Linked DNA regions of Xenopus laevis: region 1 is linked to region 2. The links are chromatin contacts, called in public Hi-C maps. All regions are on one chromosome and are shown on one strand. Each heading gives the region's core, a stretch centred on a gene start, on an enhancer-like site or on the middle of the called end of the contact. The rest is flanking DNA. Distances are from core to core; before and after follow the strand shown.

Region 1 (3,228 bases), core at 520-3,019, 54 kb before region 2:
AATGTCGGGACTCTCCACACACGGTCCGAAAATCGTACGAATCCTCGATTCGTACGATCAGATCTTTGCGTCTATGGCCAGCTTTAGGATTACTACCTGCCTTCCCTGTGTATTGTACTACATCTCAGCAACCTTTAATAATCCCAGAGGCGATATTGGATAATTAGGTCCAGCCAATCTCTGCAGGTCCCTTTTTTAAAATACTTTTCCCTTACTTTTGATTGAGTATTAGCCTGAGTGCTGTGTGTTGTCCTGGCTCTCACTTGTACTTGTATCCTGATCTTCTTGATGTGTGAATTCTTAATCAAGTACCTGAGTTTCTGACCTTGACCTGTCCTCATCTCTGCTTGTTTGCTGCTGGTCCTGACCTCAGTGGTTTTATTCCTTACTCTTGCCTTGTCATTGTCAGTCCTTTACTTTACCTGCTCCATCCTGACTTAAACTCATCCTGTACTTCACCCTCTAGCTTGATCTCTGTCATGTCCTGGAATTTGCTTGGTCTGTGTTGTCCCTGTCCAGTCCTGTACTTCACTGCTCTATTCTTTCCAAAGTATCTTCTCTGGGCCCCTTCTGTCGCATTGCCTGACAGCCTTAACAACAATCTGATTCTCAGTTCAGGGCAAACCCTGGCAGTTAAGATTTCTTAGTGAACTACAAGGAAGTACAAACTCACTCAGGAAATATTTCCATAGCAAACCATTGGTAGCCCTTAAATCAGTACAGAAAAACACAGTAAGGGAACAGCATGATATTATAAGGTATAGACAGTCAAAAGTAAGAAGCTGATACCATTGAAAGTGGACTTGTGGATTCAATAAATACGTTTATTATTATTATTATTATTATTATTAATTATTATTATTATTATTATTATTATTATTATTATTATTATTAGTATTATTATTAATAATAATAATAGTATTATTATTATTTCTAATAATAATAATAGTATATATTATTAAACCAAGGTAATATAGCCTTGTGTCTAAATATCAGACTAATTTGGCTATTTAAATGAACAAATAAATAATATAATAATTGCTATCAGTATCTTACATTGCTCTAGCCACAGTGACTGCAGCTACTAATGCCCAACTTGTGCTGAGGTGCTGTCATGTTGGTTTATACTAAATTTAAGGGCAGAAAGGGTTCAGGGTCCCTTCTGTATCTTTTACCCTGGTTCCTTGAGAAGTGTAGAACCATGATTCTACTTTATATCCTAAGCGTGAATATGGATAACAAATAGACAATTAACTCTGGCTGTATTCTTTGCTAGCAAAGTCATGTGAATGGAGTGATTACTGTGGAAGACTTGGATCTGCTGGGGCCTTTAATTGGGTTTGTGGGAGAAGAGAACATTGCACACATTAACAGGAGACACTTGCTGCCAAACCTGGAGGAGCTGGCTTCATATTGCCTTTCTGACGATTTCATAAGCCAACTGGGAAACATGTTAACAGAAGAGGACATGTTTGGGTATCTATCTATTTATCTATCTACCTATCTGTCTGTCTATTGTATCTATTTTAACAAGCTTCTTTGTATGTCCAATGGTGAGTGGTTATAAAATAATTAGTAATGTTTATTAAAAACAGAAATGCAAGGGCCCATAAACACGTCTGAACCAGAAAAAAACACATTTCCCACTTACATAGAGAGTGTCTATAGTGAATCCTGTGGAAACAGATCATCATCTGCACGTGGGTAGAACTGAATTATATACATATACCACTAGAGGCTCTCTGTGCTCTATACATCAGGCACTATTCCATCTGGCTTCCAAGTAAGACAATGATCAAAGAAGTGAATGGAAGATGTCATTGTCATTGTCTCTCTATAGTGCAGTGGCAGCTTTAGAAGCTATGACACCCACACCTGTGAACTTTGTGCTTTTTAATCTCCTCTGTATTAGGAATATGCAATATTTTAAAGATCTTCTTTTGCTATCAGCATACATAAACCAGCATGTTTGTATCTTTATAGGACTGCTTTAAACTGTAACAAATGTTATTCGCAGACATGAAAGCAGCATGTGTTATTTTGTCATATTTTGGTGGCTAATATCATTAAATTTTGTATAATTAAAAATATGAAAGAAAACAAAAAAAGAAGATTGAGTTTTACAAAGGAAGAAATTTAATTAAAAAACAGGAAGGGTCATTTCCAAACTCTGAAAAGGACACAATGGAGAGCGCATATTAACGCAATTCATTAAAGGAACAGTAACACCAAAAAATTAAAGTCTTTTAAAATAATGAAAATATAATGTACCTTTGTGCTGCCCTGGTACAACTGGTGTGTTTGCTTCAGAAATAGTTTATATAAACAAGCTGCTGTGTAGCCATGGGGGCAGCCATTCAAAGCTGATAAAGGAGAAAAAGCAGAAAGATACAAAGCAGATAACAGATAAGCTCTGGAGTATACAATGGGCTCCTTCAGAATTTATCTGTTATCTACTGTGTATCCTGTGCTTAAATGGCTACCCCCATGGCTATATGGCAGCTTGTTTATATAAACTATAGTTGTGTTTCTGAAGCAAACATGCCAGTTTTACCAGTGCAGAGCAACAGTTATACAATTATAATACACAAAAGCCATGAATATCCTGTAAATTATATCCTTATAAACGGTGAGTTCTGATGTCATCAGTTATAAACGGTGAGTTCTGATGTCATTTCAGTCACATGACTCATTGAAATTTGTGTATTATAATAAATAAAGTACCCCCTGTTGCAAAATATGAGGATATTAGAAGTTACCTCGGAGTTCCATGACCTGTATAAAAACACTCGGCCTTTGGCCTCGTGTTTTTATATGGTCATGAAACTCCTCGGTAACTTATAATATCCTTATATTTTACAAGAGGGGGTACTTTATTCACTATATATTGTCATTTCTATAAAACACTTTCATTTTTTGGTGTTACTGTTCCTTTAAGGTAAAACCCATGCTCCTGCACTTTCACATGGTTGCTAATAATCCTGCCTTTTGTACCTATTGATACAAAGGGACCCTGGAACTACAGACACCTTCACAGCAAGTTCTGTTAATAGACTTACACAGCATTGGACTGGGAATTGTGAAGCCCACTGGTGCTGTCGCCTCAGCAACCCCCCCCCCCCATCAGCCAGTGTTTCAGGGTCTGGGTTGCCCAAGTTTTTTTTTCTGGTCTTTTGACCAGGCCATTTCCCAACCTGGACTTGCACCAAGCAAATCAGATGAACTCCT
Region 2 (3,601 bases), core at 457-2,956:
ATGTATGTTTTTATAACATGATGTTTTGAATAAAATATTTCTATTTCTAATGGAAATATTAGTTTATTCTCAGTGGACCAAGAACAGGTCAAGTAGTCATCTTCACAGCCTAATGCTTGGCCTACAATTAATTATGCCCCTTATTTTTGTTTCATGTTTTACTGTATTAAGGGAAATATGGAACCATGTTGTATACCTCCCAACCATCCCGCATTACGCAGGACACTCACTTTTACCTGCCTGTCCCGCCATCCAGGATAGCAACTGAAGATGTCCTGCTGTTCGGATATTCCGGCACTTCTTCCAGCAGCTGCTTGATTAATAATCACTCGGTCCTCTGTGTGTCAAGAAGGCATTCTCTGGCTTTCTATTCTGCTGCTCTCTACCAGGCTGTGTTGTGTTCTGCTGCTGCTGGTGGGATTAGCTCACTCAGCACTGTGAAGAGCGTCACTGCCGGCTGGCTCCCTGCTGCTGCTTTGTGAAAATCAAACGTTTCAGTAACTTTGACCGTCATAAGCAAAACCAAGGGGGCTAGATTTTTGTGTGGATTATCAGTTAATAAAAAAAAAATAAATAATAAAAAAATAAGAAAAAAGGCAACAAAGGTTTGTTGATTCATTTCCTTTTTCTTACTTTTTTTACCTTTCAAAATTACATTAACTGTTTGTTGACCTTGTTCTGGGCAGTGAAGCACAATTAATGCATGGTGGTAAGGATCTCCCAGAATGCCAGGCACTTAAACGAGAATTCAACCCCCTAATTGGCATCCCTCCTGGCCTACCTGGGCAAATGCCCCTAACTTTCTACTTACCCCTCCTTGTAGGTCCTGTCCAGTGGAGTTCACAGCAGCCATCTTGTCTTCTTCCTGTAGCGTTCGGCATTTTCGGGCTCATGCACAGTTGGAGGAATCTTCCATTGCGTTGAAAGGCACGAAATTTTCGATAAAAAAATCAGAAATATCGTGACTTTCTGTACACGCGCAGTTGGATGAATCTTCAGTTGCGGAGCTACTGCGCCCAAAGTCACGTTGTTTCTGATTTATCGAAAATTTCGTGCCTGAAAATGCTGATCACTACAGGAAGAAGACTGATGGAGACAAGATGGCTGCTGTGAACTCCACTGGACAGGACCTGCAAGGAGGGGTAAGTAGAAGATTAGGGGCATTTGCCCAGGAGGGAGGGGGTCTATTTAGGGTAGGGGGTGCAAATTATGGGGTTATCTAGTATAGCTAAATCTAAAACAATTGGACTTGCTGAGTAATTAGGGGGTTGAATTCTCGTTTAAGTGCCTGGCATGATGGGAGATCCTTACACCATGCATTAATTGTGCTTCACTGCCCAGAACAAGGTCAACAAACAGTTAATGTAATTTAGAAAGGTAACAAAAGTAAGAAAAAAGGGAAATTAATCAACAAAACTTTTGTTGCCCTTTATTCTTATTTTTTTACTTTTCAAAATTAACTGATAATCCACACAAATATCTAGCCCCCTTGGTTTTGCTCATGACAGTGAAAGTTACTGAAAAGTTTCAGTCACGCGTCAAATTGATTTTCACAAAGCAGCAGCAGCAGGGAGCCAGCCAGCAGCGACGCTCTTCACAGTGACGAGTGAGCGAATCCCACCAGCAGCAGAACACAACACAGCCTGGCAGAGAGCTGCCGATTAGAAAGCCACAGAATACCTTCTTGACTCGCAGAGGACCGAGTGAGTGATTATCAATCAAGCATCTGCTTTCAACCAGAGAGACGATCGGCTAGCATGAACTCCTGAGAGAAGACTGACGTCACCGATTAAGCGCCGCCCAAACACCGGAAGATCTGCAGCGTAAGCGGAAGAAGCAAGCAAGCCGGAAAGAGCCGAAGGAGACTACTGCTTCCCTCCGCCGCTCCGGAAAGTGCCGAGAAAACCCGGAAGAAGCAAGAAGTGTCGGAAGATCAGAACAGCCGGGACATCTTCACTTGCTATCCGGGACGGCGGGACAGGCAAGTAAAAGTATATGACCTGCCATCTATAGCAAATTAAGAACTAAGAAATCGGCTTAGCAAATCCATCAGTGGGATATCGGAGAAATCGTTTGGGATAGCCAGGGATCCATGTGTACATACTGTATATACCCACACAGCCACACTCCATGGGTGACTGCCCTCAAGCAGCTTTTCACTTGCAGCTTTTAACTTGCAGCTCTGTTGTGCTGATAGAAGTTGCAGTTCAATAGATTCAAGTTGAGCATTTATAGTACATGAATGCAATGAGTAAACTGTAGGAAGTATGCTTATAAACAGTTATTATATGTTGCTTGTGTTGTGACTCTGTACAGTAACAATAAGGTTAGTAGATATTGCTCTGGCCTGTGGTGGAGTCCTCTGTATATGGTCGGGGAAATTATTGGTGACTTCCAACATGTAAATAATTTCCATTGGGGGATAAAATATTTCTTTTATACTCTATCAGTTATTGCATTTCTTGTTTCTTTTGTGTTGACTGTTTAAACTTAAAGGGGACCTGATAAATAAGTCCAAATTCTTTTCTATTGTGTTACTTGAAAAAAATAAACTTTAGTTACATTATATAAACTATTTGCTTTTTGTTTCCTTCAGTCTGGGAATTCGCCATCACAGCAAGCAGGTAGGTGTCATTTTGTGACTACTGTTGCCAAAGAAATCTTTGCATCATACCAACATTTTGCTTATGTGCCACAATTTGGGACCTGATTCGCATGCCCACAAATTTAGGCAGCGAGGAGGGCAGTTACATCAAGGAAGAGCAGAATGGAAAGGTGGGGCCTGCAATATATGTTTTACAGCTGAGCTTTATAATAAAAAAAAAAGAATTTGGGTTACATGTTTAATTTGAAATTTACTTTTATCATACATGTTTTTATGTCTGGGTGTCATGTCAGTGTAGTGCTTAACTTGACAACACTTATTATGCATGCTCACTACACTTTAGGAAGGTGCATACTTGTTTATTTACAGCACAGTTAGTAAACAAAGTGTTTTGTTTATGCTGTACTCTCTAAGAGTCTAAGAGGACAACAGTAACCCTGCACTACTGTCTTTAAAGTGGACCTGTCACCTACGCATAAAAAGCTGCATAATGAAAGTCCTTTGCAAATTAAACATATAACATAAATTATTTTTTTCATTAAAGGAAAACTATACCCCCAAAATGAACACTTAAGCAACAGATAGTTCATATCATATTAAGTGGCATATTAAAGAATCTTACCAAACTGGAATATATATTTAAGTAAATATTGCCCTTTTACATCTCTTGCCTTGAGCCACCATTTCGTGATGGTCTGTGTGCTGCCTCAGAGATCACGTGACCAGAAATACTTCAACTCTAACTGTAACAGGAAGAAGTGTGGAAGCAAAAGACACAACTCTGTCTGTTAATTGGCTCATGTGACCTAACATACAGTACAGTGAATCCTACGATCCCAGGGGGCGGCCCTTATTTTTTAAAATGGCAATTTTCTACTTATGATTACCCAATGGCACATACTACTAGAAAAGTATATTATTATGAAAATGTTTTATTTACATGAAGCAGGATTTTACATATGAGCTGTTTTATGCAATATCTTTTTATAGAGACCT

The links. Hi-C and Micro-C count contacts between places; a contact is called where the count stands out from the background.
Region 1: a contact with region 2 is called in a Hi-C map of the XTC cell line, with 2.3 times the contacts expected there. The contact joins the enhancer-like site here to the promoter of ppip5k1.L in region 2. A contact is called at or near these places in 2 of 4 Hi-C or Micro-C datasets (the XL177 cell line and the XTC cell line).

What each region holds. Positions count from the first base shown.
Region 1 is chr3L:113,071,187-113,074,414 of Xenopus_laevis_v10.1, reverse strand. strc.L (stereocilin) reads left to right here. Exons shown (of 27, transcript XM_041585583.1): 18 at 1,277-1,476. Among protein-coding and RNA genes, the nearest start is that of strc.L, 17 kb to the left of the region's middle. Within about 2 kb of position 1,769, at least 1 of the 7 cell types and tissues checked has an H3K27ac peak or open chromatin away from gene starts, as enhancers often do.
Region 2 is chr3L:113,016,734-113,020,334 of Xenopus_laevis_v10.1, reverse strand. It overlaps ppip5k1.L (inositol hexakisphosphate and diphosphoinositol-pentakisphosphate kinase 2), which reads left to right and starts at 1,706. Exons shown (of 32, transcript XM_041586813.1): 1 at 1,706-1,981.